Regions from separate parts of the Capra hircus genome. Here region 2 is linked to region 1. The links are chromatin contacts, called in public Hi-C maps. All regions are on one chromosome and are shown on one strand. Each heading gives the region's core, a stretch centred on a gene start, on an enhancer-like site or on the middle of the called end of the contact. The rest is flanking DNA. Distances are from core to core; before and after follow the strand shown.

Region 1 (7,934 bases), core at 1,995-4,494:
TAGTTTCTGCAGAACAAGTCAAAGATATGCATCAGATGGTTATCTGTATCTCTTCTGGAGGATCCAGGAGTCCTGTGATTATTCTAATCATTAACTGCTCGAATCTGCTCTTTGAAATTCCAGGAAGGCCTAGGAGACTAAAGCTTTTTCTATAAACAAGAAATGGGTAGACACAGAGAGTCTCTTGTACCCAGGAAGGCTCCAGAATCTTGTTCAGTTTCAACATCCCCTCAGTCCATTTAGATAACCATCTCCCCAGTATGGGTAAGCTTCAGTCCTAACTCTTCTAAGGGATAGAAAGATGGGCCAGAAATAGTTCATGCCTTAAAGGAGCTTTATTCACTGGGGACAAGAAGATAGGCATGGTAATAAAAGGACAATATGAAAGATTAGTACCCCAGTACAAAGGGCTGCCTGAATCACATTTCCCCTCCTCTGCCTATCCTCCATTTCTCTGCTCAGTTGTCACTTTCTCAGAGAGGTTTTCCCTGGCCTCTTGACCAGATCAAATCCCTATCATGACAGCCCCTCAAAGTCCACACACCCCTCCTTCAAAGAACTTGTCCCAAGTGTGATCTCACATTTGTCGGTATGATTATACCTCTTTTGTGTAGGATGTTTATGTTCATCTTGGTATCCTCCATGTCTAAAGCGCCTGGGATGTAGTAGGTACTCAGTAAATGCAAAGAAGATAAAAGCAAAGTGCTATGGGACTTTGGGGCTTCCCAGGTGGTGCTAGTGGTAAAGAAACCCCCTACCAATGCAGGTGATGTAAGAGGCGTGGGTTCAATCCCTGGGTGGGTAAGATCCCCTGGAGGAGGTCATGGCAACCCACTCCAGTATTCTTGCCTGGAGAATCCCATTGACAGTGGAGCCTGGAGGGCTCCATTGGGTCACAAAGAGTCAAAAATGACTGAAGCTCGCATGCATGCATGGGATTTTTAAAGGGGGAATAATCAGATCAGTTGGAATAATCAGAAAAGACTTAATGGAAGAGAAAGAAGAAGGGAAAGGATGTTGGCAGATAGGGGTGGAGATGGGAGAGCATTGCTGGCAGGGAAGAGAATGCAGGAAGTTCCATGGTGGCCTAAACGTTAGTTTTCTGGCTTTCACTGCCACGGCCCGGCTTCAAGGGTTCAATCCGTGGTCAGCGAACTGAGGAGAAAAAAAGAAGTGAATTTGAATCAGGTCTTGAGATACGGAGGGCCTGGCAGATGTTTGGGCGACTGTGTGGTCAGGGGAGGGCATGAAAAGGAGAGGAACAGGAACCAGCCAGATGAAAATAGTGTCTGGCTGGGGATATGCTTACAGGTCAGGCAGGGATGGCCTCAGGAAGGACCAAGGTCCAACTTTCTGGACTCCAGAGCAGGTCCCAAGGCTCTTAGATCCCAGTCCTGAGTTACAGATGATCACACATCAGATATTCCCACTTGAATGTCCTGCTGGACCCCAAAATACAACAAGGATGGTTGGTCTATGGTTCTGATATGGTCCATTTTCTTGGTAGTGGTGCCATTTTGTGTACTCTTGACCATGAGTCTAAGGATGGAGAACCTGGCGATCCTGGGGGCAGAGAGGTGTGGAAGTTGGACCTCTACCCCAAAAAGGCAGTGATTCTGCTTGTCCACTAGAGGCCGCGGTAGGCCTGGTTTTTAGAGAGCCAGCAGGGCTGTGGCTTGCTCAGTCGACCCCACCCGTAGGAGTCATTTCCAACAACAAGTCTGTTCTAGAATCCAAGGCCGCAGAGAGGGCCTATCAGTGTCTCTGGCTTCAGTTTCTTCTGATAGGTCATCAGATTCCCAGACCTGGGACAAGTTAGCTCCAGAAAAAGTTGCTGATGGCAGCTAGATAGCAGGCGAAGCAACAAGTAGTTCTAGATGCCCCTGAATTAGCCAAATCAAGAAATGTATATGGAGCAACCTACTGAGTTCCTGCCCGGTACCATGCAGTGTCCCAGACTCCGGATCTACCTCGGTGAACGAGACAGACTCTGTTCCTGCCCTCCCTGCTCTTATGATCTAAGGAGACAATTAAACATAAAATCTAAAAATAAGCTGCGAACATGGTTTAAATTCCAGGATTAGTTTTCCTTGTGTCTTCAGTTCACTGTGGATCAACCTATGTGATATCTACCTAATCCAGAGAAAGGAAATAAAGGCAAGAAACAGAGAAAAGAACCTTTGCCTGTATTTGGAGAATTGCTGCAGGGCCCCCGAAGGGTTCCCAGTGGCTTCTAGCACATCTGAGGGTGTCTGGGGGCAAGGAAGTTCCAGGGCACATCACCACAGCCTTTCTGGTCTCCTTTCTCCAAGCAGCCTAGGAGCTTTGCTTGGGAAGGGAAGTAGATTCCCCAGATTTTGGAGTGTGACCCAGACTTCTGGCTTTCTCATTGCTTTCTCTTTACCTCTTTCTTTTCTTTGTTCCTGGTCCTCAGGTTATCAGCAAATCAGTATATTTACCAGATGAATAATATGTTCAGGGCACATTTTTTGTTGTTGTTTTTTTTTAAACCAGGAAACATGAGATTAAGGAAATTGCAACAGAGTTAAGTAGATAGAGAGACGGGTAGAGATAGACACCCAGGCAATGCAGCATTTTGATAAGGGCAAATTGGTAGCTGCAGGCAGTCATTGTCAGGGTTGATCCCTGGTGGTGGGGGAGTTTTCCTTCATGGACAAAGTGACCAGGCTAAGGATAAGCCCTCACTCTGCCCAGTGGTGAAGTTTCTCTGGAAAAGGCATCCTTAGAGAAGACGAAGAAGGGTGAAACATTCCCCACACTCCAGCTGTTCATTCCGCTGTGCATGGACAAGGGCTCAGAGGCCCATGTGCTCAACATTCCTGAGAAGCAGCTTCTGAGTCAGAGTCCCAGAAACAGCTGAGGCAGCTTCAGGCTGGAGTCTTGGCTCTCTTTTCCCCTTTTCTGTCCAAAAGCAACTCCCTCCCTAGCTATTTGGATGTGACCAGAAACCCAAGCAGGGATCTGGTTAGAAGCCTGGCACAGCCAGTCTGTAAAATGCATTTGGTCCCCACATCCCCTCCTGGGCTGCGGCCCTCAGGTTAAGGCAAGTTCCCAATGCCACCTATGCCAGGAAATCCAGGGATGAGGGAGACTCATCCTTTGCCTATAAGTTGCAGCTCCCAATCCGGCCATTGTTGGACTGCCCTCCAGAAGGGGGGCCTTAACTGGGAACTGGCTTAAGACAGCAGCGTTCCCTGGGGCAATCTGCCAGTGCCTCCTCACTGCCTGGGCATGGGGCCCAAGACATGCCAGGGCGATGCCAGAGAGCTGACTCAGTGGGGCGGCATGAGGGGAGAGAAAAACCCTTTGACCCCGACACCTAAGAGAGACGATGGAGCTGCCCTGATGCCTGTTGTGACCACCCTGTAGTGCCAGACCACCCACAAGATGTGGGGCAGGTCCATCCCTCAGCCACTGATGCACTAAGCCCCACATTTCCTGGGGCCACCAACAGAAGGCCAAGGTTCCCCTTCTCTCTCTATACTCCTCTCTCTCTATAAAGACCTCTAGATGTACAGGTCTAGGTTCCCAAACTCCCTTCTGCAACTGATTCAGGCAACTCATTGTCACTTTGTTGACGATGACCTTGGGCATGTCACTTACTTTGGTGAATCCTAGACTCCTTTTATTTAAGGTGGGACAAATCATACCTGCTGCCTCATGGGACTGCAGTAAGGATGAAATGAGATCACATCCGTGAAGGTAACATAAACTGGGAAGCACATTTATAGCGTATTATTGGTGTCATGGTTATTCCTGTGTTGGTCATTGTAGCCACTAGGCCCTGAATCTGAGAGTCTTCCTCTTTGCTCTTTTGTTGGACAAGTTGCTCAGAAGCCAGTGCTGACACCTAACTGAGTCCTGAGCCCAAGAAGCATTGAGCTCTTCTGCCTGGCTCTAGGTTGCCAGCTCAGGGATGCAGCTCCCACTACCCCAGCTCTGTTAAACCGGTTCTTTCCCTTCTAATCAGACTCCCTCAGTCCACTTTGCTTGCAGTGATGACAAAAGAACTTAAAATAGCACAGGTTCTGCAAACACTGCTGGAGACGGCTTGGCGTAAGGTGGTGCCTGTCACCCGTGGACCTGTCTGGGCATCTCAGCCAGGCAGAGCCCTCTGCCCTCCGGGGCCTGGTGTGTCTTCCTCTGTACAGCACCAGGATGACAGTGCCTCCAGTCAGCACTTTGGGTGCCTGAGCTGGATGACTACCAGCAAGCTGGCTTGGTGAGAAGTGCCAAAAGAAGGGGCTCTCGGCTTCCTGCATCAGCTCCTCACACACAGTCGCAGGACCTCTCCTTGCACCAGGGGGCCAGGTGAGCTGGACCAAGATGGTGCAGAGCAGCAGCTGTCTCGTGGCTCTGGGGTGGATTGCTGACTGGGAACCAGGAGAGTGTGATTCTGAGGACCCTGGAGCTGGCAGGCTCGGGCTTGTCACTCTTGCTGCAGAACCAGTTTGGTGTAGGCGGCTGCTGGGCCTGCTGTGCAGCTCTGAGACTTCCCATGGGGCCTTCATGTGATTTACCCTGGTGGGAGTGGTGGCTGCCGGCACATTCAAATGAGGAAGCACACTTCAGGGAGCTGTGGGCAGGAGCTGCCATTCCAGCTGCCGCAGCACTGCCCAACCCCCCTCTAATTCCCCGTATTTTAAGCAGTCACTGCCACCTGCCATGGGTTTCCACCCTTAGGAACTTTCTCACTCAACTCTTTTCTTAAACATCCTTTAGCAAACAGGTTCCCTTTCCTGGGTGATTGATGAAGTCTTAGCTTACATCAGGAATCCCAAACTGATGGTTTGTTGGCTAAATCCAACCCTTAAACCTGTTTTTGTTGACATGCACAATTCTAACTGGAAAGTTTTAACATAAATAAAAATCTGCATTTCAAATCTTTCTTAACATTTTGTGTCCTTGGTTTCTTCCAGAGGCAGACCCTGAGACAAGGCTTCAGTTGCAAGTAGTTAATTTTGGAAAGCAATCCTGGGAAAGTCCCGTCATGGAGAGGTGGGACAGAGGAAGGAAGGGATCCAGGGCAAGTTATCAAGGAAATTACCATATGGGCATATGGAGCTTAATTCTTCCCAGGGAACTCAGGGAAACAGTGTAGAACACGTGTCTCAAAGTTATCTCAACTGAGGGGCAAGGGCATAGTATATTTATCCACTGCACCCATCAGTCATTCATTGGTTGGGAGCTGCTACTGTGTGGGGGAGGTGGGGTACTGGTGGTGTTAATTCCTGGGGAATATCCAGCCTGCTGTACAGTAGGGAAGTGGAAGTAAAAGTAAAGCCACTCAGCCGTGTCCAACTCTTTGCGACCCCATGGACTGTAACCTACAAGGTTCCTCCATCCATGGAATTCTAGGCAAGAGTACTGGAGTGGGTTGCCATTTCCTTCTCCAGGGATCGAACTCAGGACTCCCTCATTGCAAGCAGATGCTTTTACCCTCTGAGCCATAGTCCAGGAGTGGGCTCCAAAGGCCAGAGGAAGATGAAACTGACAACTGCTGCGAAAGGGAAGATCTAGCAAAATTGGTCCTCAGTTCCTTCTTGGCAACAATTCGTGGTAGCTGAATAGCAGTTGCTTCCTTTAAAGGAGACAAGAAGTCTCCAGGCTGCCAGAGTCTCTACTCCCCGCCCAACCCCAACATCCTACCCTCAGCCTGCTTCACTCTTTACGTTACCTGCTTAGCTTTAGCTTTTGTGTTTGTGACCTCTGGTTTATGTCTATGTGTGGGCTGTGAATCCCACTGTCTCTGTTTCCAGCTTCCCTGTGGGAAGCTAACCCAGTGATTCCAACAGACGCTGACTGATTACTTCTGTTTCTGTAGCCCTGTACTCTGAATTGTTAACTTCTCTGTGCTGAGTCTTAGACCACCTTACCTCCATGTTGTTACACGTGCTGATTCAGAGCATGTGAAACAGACCCTCACTTTGGGGACTGACTTGGGGAGGGCCTTGGTTATCTCTTCAACATCTCCAAACTGATTGGCTTTCATCTGCCTCAGGTCAGTTCCTCTGCCTGGAAAGTTCTTTTTACTCTTTAAGGTAGACTAACTCATATTCACCCTTTTACGACTTACCTCACTTCCTCAGTGAAGTCTTCCATATCATTCATCCCTCCACCCCTTACTAGGTTATGTCCTCCACCATACATTCTTATAATGCACTGTGTTGCTCTTTAACATATTTACAATAATTACATGAAAGTGAAACTGGCTCAGTTGTGTCTGACTCTTTGCAACCCCATGGACTATAGCCTGCCAGGCTCCTCTGTCCATGGAATTCTCCCAACCAGAATACTGGAGTGAGTAGCCATTCCCTTCTCCAGGGGATGCTCCCAACCCAGGGATTGAACCCAGGTCTCCCACATTGCAGGGGGATTCTTTACTGTCTGAGCCATCAGGGAAGCCTGGTTACATATTTATTGGTAAAATTTGTATTTACACTGGAGTCCCATCGTTCATGCAGTTAACTTATGTAAACCTGACTATAAATACTCAGCTAAAAGAGCCAGAAACAAAGAAATTACTTTATTTAAAGTCACTTTCCATCATTAAAACCAGATCTTGGCACCTACTGCCCCAGGATCATGAACAAAGTGCAAAGAGAAATAGACGTTATTGCTTGACTTTTGTGCCTCTAAATGTCAAGGTTCTGGTGAATTAAGGGATCTTCAGGAATAATTTTGCAATCTTTGACTCATGAACTTATTTTAGAATCTATTACCACCTCACACACACACAGAAGATGGAAATCCACTGTACTATCTGTCTCTCCTTCTAGATTGAATTTCCATGAGGACAGACAAGATGCTTGCCTCCATCATTGCTGGACCCTTGAGTCTAGCAAAATGCTTAACATGCAGTAAGTATTCAATAATCGTTTGTTGGATGGATGGTGGAATGATGGGTGATAGATGGTGGAATGATGGGTGATAGATGGTGGAATGATGGGTGATGGATGGATGGATGATGGAGAAAGGATGATCAGAACTTCAAGGACTAGAACTGTAGGAAATGCACCTGGAAATAGGCTGAAACTTAATGTGGTGTAATGATCTGCCTGCTTGGGAGGAGAACTGATGAAAGCATGGACGTGGCTGAACTACTGCAATTGAACAGTCTCCCTAAAGGCCTGCACTTCTACAGTAAATCTCACACTCTACTCTCCCCCAGATCAAGATTTCTGGATTAGAGCCTCATCCCAGACAGCTCAGCCACCTGTGAGTCACTGCACAACACTGCTGTAGCCCTTAGGGCTCAGACAGTGCATACCATCTGTTGGCTTGGATTCCTAGGCGAAATCAAAATTTCCACATAACTCCCTACTGTGACCCTGCTCATGACTCCCTTCCTACCCTAACCCAGAACTTTGCTTTGACCCAATTCTAGCCCTGATCTTGATCCCAGTTGTTTTTACAGCCCTAATGCCAGTCCTGACCTTGACTCTCATCTTGACCCTAACCTTGGCCCAGACACGTCCTTGCTTCTGATCTTGAATATATTATCATATTATACATCTATGCTCTTTTGGCTTTATTTATAGAAATTTTATACAGATTATTTAATTTGATGTTTACAACTCTATGTAATCATCTCTATTTTACAAATGAGAAAACTGAGACTCTGAAAAATGCCCAAGGTCACACACCTAGTAAATCAGGGAACCCAGATGAAATTCCAGTCTTCCTGGTCTAAATTCAGGGCTATTCCTATAGTGTGGGTTACTGAAGTTCCACATATGGTCTCCACTGTGGCAAAGCAATCCTAGATAATCAAAGACTTCAGGGTATTAATAGTAGTGCTGATAATTATAATTACCTTAACTTACTGGGCAGTTTCTCTGTGACGAGTGAAAAACTCTCTCCATGTGGTTATCTTACTTAGTACGCACTACAAGGCTATGGAGTTCTATAAC
Region 2 (7,934 bases), core at 2,485-4,984, 44 kb before region 1:
TCTCCCTACATCCTGTAGCTTTCTCCAGTAAGTTTCTTCCCAGAAGCTTCTTGGACTGAACCATCCCTTGTAGGGTCCATGTACCATTCAGTGCTTAGCTGATCCCAGCTGTGTCCACTTTCCTTTTCAATTAACCTTGCAACCTCTTGAGACTGAATGCGATCTGCATCTCCTCTTTATACCTCTTATGTGCCCCTGGCACTGAGCCTCTGATAGGTATTTAATAAACACTTTGTGAAGACAGATTCTAGCTTCTTCTCCAGAAAGACACATGCAAAATCTCTAAATAAACTGACCACCTTGGTAAAGAATCCACCTGCCAATGCAAGGGACACAGGTTCAATCTCTGGGTCGGGCAGATCTTCTGGAGGAGGAAATGGCAACTCGCTCTAGTTTTCTTGCCAGGATAACCTATGGACAGAGGAGCCTGGCAGCTATAGTCCCTGGGGTCACAGAGAGTTGGACACGACTAAGCAACTAAGTACACACACACACACCTTTTCCCTAACTAGGCTCCACCATCTAGTCCACAACCCTGAAACTGAGGGGCTGCCAATCAACCCCAGCTCTATGTCAGCAGGTGTGTGTGGAGCCCAAGCTCCCCTCCTTAGGGCAGAAGTACACGGAAGCAGGCATGCAAAGAATGAGAGAGAAAGGAAGGGATGGGGGCAGGGAAAGGGGCACAGCTCTATCTCAGTGGGGAACATAAGACCCCAGGGAAAAGTCTAATTTAAACTTACGTCTTAATTTAAAGGTTTGCATGATAATGGTTTGAAATTCTCTGCCATATAAGTTGGTAGGTTTCAAGATAGCATGAACTCCTATCTATCTCCCCAGCCCAGGGCGCTTTATGGCCCCAAAGCATCTAAGAATACCTTGAGCTTTGTGTGGACCCCTCTACCTTGGCCAAGCAGCCACCCTCACTGAGACTTCCTGTTTATGGGGCCTGGTCCCTCCTCTTGCCTTGATCCCCCAGAAAAGTTTCCCTCACCAAATGAAGATGAGCTGTGATAACCAAGTCCCTTGCCTGTTTCTAAGGCACCTATGCCTTGAGACAGTTCAAGAAGCTTTCCCTCAACGGTATCTGAGCTGAGTTCTGGAAGTGCTTTGGAGATCAGAAAAAAGAGAAAAAGGATAGTAGCTTCAGGTGCCAAGCCTTGTGCCCTGAGTCAACCAGGCAAACTTTGTTTTCCTTTGATTAAATGGGTTTCTACTTTTAAAAGAAAATAAGATTAACCAATAACCTAAAAAACCCAGAGAGTCAAGCCCTGGAGATAAAACCTGTGTCTGGAAGTCAAGTTCAGGATTCAGTCCTAGCAAACTATAGTTTGAATCACCTCCCCTGAGTCTTTCCAATCAAGCTAGGGTCAGGTGAAGCACGTATCCCTCTGCCCTCCCAGGCCAGTGGAACCTGCTGTTCTGAGCACAGAGGTTTCTGGCTTAAAGCAAAAAGCAAGGATAGGGAGGTTCTTGGGGAAAGGGGAGACAAAGTGCCAAGGAGTCCCAGGAGTGACTTTTCAGGGAGAGGGGCCACACTTGGGCTGCAGGAGTGGAGACACCTACCTTGACACCGCCGTCCGACTTCTTGTTCAATAGGCTTTTGGCAGCTGTGAAAACAAAGAGAAAAATCAAGTCTCCTGCATTGTACCCTCTCTTCAACCTGAAGTCTGGCAGCTGGATCCGCAAGAGACTGACATGTTTGACAAAGGGGCCAAGAGTCTCCTGAAACCCCTAAATGAGGCCCTTCCTGAGGCCCCAAAGCAAGAAGGGCATCTCAGGCAGCGTCAGATCCGCAGGGTGGCACCCCAGGATCTCCTCTGCCATGGAAGAGGACTCAGCAGAAACAAGGACACTCCGGGCTTGGGAGAAAACCACAGTCAACACTGGGGCTGCCTGGGCGATTGGGAACTCTGCCTTCAACAGCTTCCACCTAGGCCTGGAAGCAGAGTGCCAGGGTGAAAGGTGAGGGCTCCACCCCTAGATGCCGTGGAAATTCTCAGGACGGCCAAGCTGCAAGGATGCAAGACATCTCCTGAGTGTTCTCAAGAAACAAGAGTGGCACAGTTCACGGAGGAGACCAGACGTGAAGACAGACAGACACAGACACAGAGACCAGGACCACCTACAGGAGGGTTTTGCCGGGGGGCTGAAGCCTTGACTGGGCAGGTCCTCAATGCCACCCTTTCCTCAGAGTCTAGTCTCTGGATCCACTGAGCAGAAAGGACTGGGCAGACAGACTCTAGCCAGGGACAGGCTGATGCTGATGAGCTCCACTAGGAAGGATGGCGATGTCTGTTGGCCACAAAGGCCACAGGAAGGTGGCAGGCAGTGGATGGGAGATTCCAGGGAGATGGAATCAGTCCAACTGTCTGTCCACCTTGACTCTGATGGGCTTGCATCTAGGGTCTACTGCTTGCTAGCTGTGTGAGTTACTTAATCTCTCTGAACCTGTTTCTTTATCTATAAAATGGGATCGTGGCATGAAAAGCACTTAGCAGAGTGCCTGGCACATAGCAAGCACTCAGCAAGTGGTAACAACTGTCACTACCGCTGCCATTCTTCCCTTCAGGTGGCCATTCCTACCCAATCTGGGTCTCCCGTGAGAATCACAACTCCTCTGACCTCCCAAAACAGACTTCGGTCCTATCTCCAGTTAATGCTGGGGTGATCTGAAAAAAAATTATTTTTAATGCGCTTACTACTATGCCTGACCAGCCACTGTGTTAAGTGCTTTACATACATCAAAGTTCTCAACTCTGATAGTACATCAGAATCACTTGGGAATTTGGGGGTGGGGGGAAAGCTTATACCTATCCCATGCCTTAGGGATTCTGATTTTATTTATCTGGGGTGGGGTCTCAGCCACAGGAATATATTTTTTGGACAAGTCTTCTCCTACAGGCAGCGTTGAGAGCCTTAGCCAAAAATGATTTTAATTGTTATATTATTAGCTCCATTGGAGAGATGAGGATACTAAGGATGGGAGAGCTGCTGTGACTTGCTCAGGGTGAGGCAAGGCTAGGATCCAAAACCAGGGACGGCTGTCTGCACAGCTTCTGCACTCTATTGCCTTCCAGACCCAGAGGCTTGCAAGGCCAGACCTCATAATTTTGAGGGGCGTGGCTGCCCCAGCGGCGGGGCGGGGCCTACCAGTGCGGCTGAAGCCTAGTCCTGGCCCCCAGCGCAGGTCCCGGCCAGGCCAGGGTTGTCTCGGGTCGCCTTGGCCGCAGCCCTCACAGGTAGGCCAGGCTGTCAGGCGGGCGGCGCGTTGGGAGGAAAGCCTCCTGCTGCCCAGCTCCACGTCCCCAGGCTATTGCCTCCTGAGAGTTGGCAAGCGCCCAGCATGCACGGCTGGTTAGGGGGCTCCGTAACACCGAGGCGCTCGCAGATGCCAAGTTAGGTGGTCCGTCCGGCATGCCCATCTCAGCCCGCAAGCATGGGACTCGCCTCCCTGGTGAGCGGGCCTGGCATGCTGGCCCTCCTGGTGGGGTGGCAGGGAGCCGAGGCAGGCGGTCGGGGAGGACTCATGCCACGTACCTTGCCCGGCCAGGCCGGCGGCGCTCGCGGCAGGCGAGGCGGGGGCGGAGCTCTGCCTGCCAACTGAGGGGATACAGTCTCTCAGTGCACAGAGCTGCCGCAAAGCCACGGGGGCCAGTCAGCAGCGAGCATGCCCCAGCGCGAGGCGCAGGAACCCGCTGCCGCCGCGCACAGCAGGATCCGGGCGGCGTGGCCAAGCCGGCCGAGCTGGGGGAGCGGAGGCGCCGGGGGCAGGCTGGTGAGCAGGTGCAGCCAGCCCTGCAGCAGTCTGGGGACCTGAGAGGGCCAGGCTCGGGCAGGTCGTGGGGAAATCCCAGGGCTCCACCTGTCCCATGACCACCTCGGGTGGAAGGTCTGCAGGCCCAAACCTGACCTGGAGAGAGGTGGCTGTCCTTTCCAAGGCAGCCCTGCCCCAGCTTAAGGCTGGGAGGAGTCGGAATCTCATCTGCAGACCTTCCTCTCGAGGGGACCTAAAGGAGGGCATTTCCAGATGGCAGCCCTTTCCTTCGCCCACCTGGGGCCCGGGGAGGGTCTGTGGCCCTAGTTCACAGCCCTCAGCTTCTCAGAGACACAGGTCACTTTCCCTCTTCAAGGCAGGTGGCCAGGAAAGGCTTTATTCACAGTGTTCCAAAGGTGGAGATGCCCAAAAAATGAGCCCCCAGAAAGAAAATCAAGGCTGCTAAAGCAATACATTCTAGAAGCCCCTATTTCACCATTGGCCAGCCTGCTCCAATCCAGGGATAAGCTGAACTTTCTACCTGGGATCAACTCAGCAAACAGTCTCACTTGTTCCTGAAGGAGCACACCAAGTGCCCTTTCTTCTTGATTATACCTGTACACACCTCTTTCTACAGAAGCTTCTGGAGACAGGCTGTCTTCACCTGTCCCAGAGTCAGGGCAGAAGAGGTTATCCTGGAATGCTTGCAACATTTTTTTTTTTTTTTGGTCTCTTGAGCCAGGGCAAAGTGAGTATGAAGGCCAGACAGAGTCTGAGCAGCAAGGACAGGAGGCTCTTTAGGGACCAGGGAAGGTGCTGTGTCCTAACAGAGACCGAGTTCCTGAAACTAGGACACCAATTTCCTGAAATGGACAAGAAGCTGACGCGGAGGCTGTCTCATGGCCGGGCACATGCTATCGATTTCCTAGCAGCCTGTTTCACGTCTCTTCTACTCAGAGAGAACAGATCACCCCACTCTAGGGTGGGCACAGAACTGCCCTTGAGCATCCTCTCAAAGGGCTTTCTTAAACCCAGAACAAAGACTCTGTAAGCAGAAGTAGCCGACCAGAGGCCCAAGGGGGGCAACAGCTCCACCTCTGCTGGAGGTGGCTCACTGCGCCCTCCTATCCCCATCTGCAAGGCGAATCCAACACACAGCCTTTCCTTCATGGGTGCCCACAACACAAGACTGAGCCCCAGCCAGGGCCACAGGTCCCTCTGAGGAGGACAGTCTCCCAGCTCACTGTCTAGTCCTGACCTTCCGGGGCCCTGTGGCTCACAGTCTAGAGTTCATGAAACCCCAGAGGCAAGGCTGGAGGTTACCAGGAACTACTAGAGCCAGGCCTATGGACTCAAGTTCAAGGGAGCAATCTCTGCCCAGGAAGCCATCCACCTGAGCCTCCTGCACACCCCCCCCCCCCCCCACACGATGGCTGTGCAGAAGGAAAGCAAGGGCGGGAGTCTGGTTATGAGAAAGCAGGGGGAAGTTCTGAACCAAGCCAGTGGGGCTGGGGGGGTGGGGGAGGGAGGACCAGGGGAAAAGGCAAGTTGGGAAGACACCTTTCTAGTCTTTTAAGTCCTGTCATTACTCTCTTCTCCTCACAGAAAAGCCACAATGCTTCCCAACTGAAGGCCAACAATGATGAGGGCGGGGGCGGGGGGGGGGGGAGGGAAGGTGGAGTGTCTTGCATCTTAAAAAGAAATGTCAAGTGTGATTTACAAATTATTGATCCCAAGATTCCCAATTCCGCATACAAATTTAAGCAAGTTCCTTTCCCTCCATCCTGCTGGCTTGTTTCTTCATTTTTACGGTTGGTATCACAGAGAATACTTTAAGCATAGTCGCTGTAAATGGTTTAAACATCTAGAATGATTTCTATTAGTCATCGCTACTTGGACACAACAACGTAGAGATCGTCCCAGTCGGCCAATTAATGGGGGTAACTGGGAAGATTCACTCTATCTCATCTCTTTCTTTTCCCAAGCACATCCTCCAGTGCCCTTGAGACTGTCTAAAATCTTAAAGTGCTGAGAGTCTTCAGAGAATTAAGAATCCCCAAGGGAAAAACAAAAAAAAAGAATCCCCAAGGACAGCATAAATGGAAGACTGGGCAGGCTACTCTTTGTGAGGTTCTAGGAAACACCGATCATAAATCTGAGGTCAAGTAAAGCCCCCCAGAATTTCAGGTTACAAGACTCAGCTGTAGCAGGGCCTCCAAACAGCATCCTCACCATCCTGGTCAAGGTACTGCCTGAGATACCCAGCATCGGGATGGCATGATACCTGGGAACGGCCCATCCTGACCCACTCACCTCAAAGAATGAAAGTGCACAGCCGAACACATACCTGAAAAGTTCCTGGAGACAAGCATGGTTGTGAGGATGGCACCCTGGAAAAAGAAGAGGGTCTTGTGAATTCCATCGGGCTCTACAGAAGCGCGCTCTGTTCTCAGGCAGAGTGCAACTGCTGGCTAGGGGCCCTCCTTGGGTACCATGTTCATAGCTCAGCTCCAGCCATGAGATTGTCCCAGTCGGCCGATTAATGGGGGTGATGACTGGGAAGATTCACTCTCTCTCTCCTGTTGTGATGGGGCAGGGAGCACACTGCCAAAGGGTATGATTTCAGGATGCTGGCAGCCTGGCCCAAAGGCACAACTCACCTTCAGTTTTCTCCGGGCATTGAACTTGCGTAGGCACTCCACTGTCTCTTGACGATGCATCATAGATGCCACTGTGGACCGTTGCTGGAAGCCAAACAGACAGGCCTGTGAGCCCCCAGGCACATCCTCTGCCCCTCACCATAGTCCCAGCATCAGTGGCCTTGTGCTCAGCCACTCAAGAGTTGCTCCAAAGATAAGATGAGGTCATAGAGGTGAAAAATGCTTTTACAATAAAAGCTCTACCCAAAACTCAAGGTTATGTAAGGACAATAATTTGAACATGAAAACACCACTGGTAATTGATGCTGGATGAGGGTGCCTGAGAGAGCATTCTGATCTTCCTTAGGGGATGGAGGCTATGGAAAGTGTGAGTATTCTCTGTGTTGTGATCCTCACGCAGTTATTCCTTCACCTACTATTTAGTGAGCACCTAAAGCACTCCAGATTCTGGGCAGTGAGAAAACAGGAAAGGGTCTTGCTCTCTACAGAGAGCATTCATTCTTTCCAAAAGCTCCTCTCAGCAGCCCCCTGCTGCTGCTGCTGCTGCTGCTAAATCACTTCAGTTGTGTCCGACTCTGTGCAACCCCCGAGACAGCAGCCCAACAGGCTCCCCGGTCCCTGGGATTCTCCAGGCCCCCTACAAGGTCCTAAATGAAGTTGTGATCTGAGAAACTGAGGATCTTTACCATGACGCATCAATTCTCTTCACCATTCTGGATGGGAATTTTTCTTCAATGTATTACTGCTAACTTTTAAACAGAGTCCCTTAGACACGATTTACATTTCCCTGATGACTCAGGGTCAGCAATACAAGCATCAATTATTACATAATATCCTAATATAGAGATGGTCTCAGGGGCTACTGAGATATACAGGATGATAGGGAGTAGGGCCCACAAACATGCCCCCAGAACATACGATTCCCACAATTCTTGAGTACCCATTTTAAGTGGCTCATCCCTTTACTCTGCTCTTGCTGTATCCTGGCTAGTCTGCTAGAAAAATAAAACCTACAACACATAGCCTGGTGCCCACGCCCCCATGGGACCACCCTGCCATCCCTGCCCTCGTCCCTGGCTTCTCCCTTTCCCGGTCCCCGAAACAACTCTCCCTTCTGTCTACCTTCTGGAGTGGGGGTGTGAGTGTATCGTATTTCCTTTCCTCCTCCAAAGTGTAAACTTCTAAACCAAGAGAAATGAGAGATGATTGAGCAAGAACTTCTTCAGTTCCAGCCCCCACAAGCTGATTTTCACCCCCCTGCAACCTAATCTCAGGTCTCAGAAGCATCACCACTCATGTGCTGGCCCCTGCCCTGGGCTCTAGAGCCCCTCTCTTGTGCTTTCCAAACACTGGTTCTTCAATTAGCCTATATATATATCTTGTTTTTTACATAAAACAAGTCAAATTATCTTCCAGATTAGTAGATAGGACACCTTCTACAGGTCTCATTGAGCCAAAATTTAGCCAATATTTTTAACCCTTTATTCTGCATCATATTCTTCTCTGCAGTCAACACAATA

The links. Hi-C and Micro-C count contacts between places; a contact is called where the count stands out from the background.
Region 2: a contact with region 1 is called in a Hi-C map of blood, with 2.9 times the contacts expected there. The contact joins two enhancer-like sites. A contact is called at or near these places in 2 of 5 Hi-C or Micro-C datasets (both in blood).

What each region holds. Positions count from the first base shown.
Region 1 is chr28:15,857,976-15,865,909 of ARS1.2, reverse strand. No RefSeq gene overlaps it. Among named protein-coding and RNA genes, the nearest start is that of CAMK2G, 13 kb to the left of the region's middle. Within about 2 kb of position 3,244, at least 5 of the 5 cell types and tissues checked have an H3K27ac peak or open chromatin away from gene starts, as enhancers often do.
Region 2 is chr28:15,902,476-15,910,409 of ARS1.2, reverse strand. CAMK2G (calcium/calmodulin-dependent protein kinase type II subunit gamma) reads right to left here. Exons shown (of 23, transcript XR_001917399.1): 11 at 6,415-6,498; 12 at 6,102-6,144; 13 at 3,538-3,600; 14 at 1,564-1,607. Among named protein-coding and RNA genes, the nearest start is that of NDST2, 25 kb to the left of the region's middle. Within about 2 kb of position 3,734, at least 1 of the 5 cell types and tissues checked has an H3K27ac peak or open chromatin away from gene starts, as enhancers often do.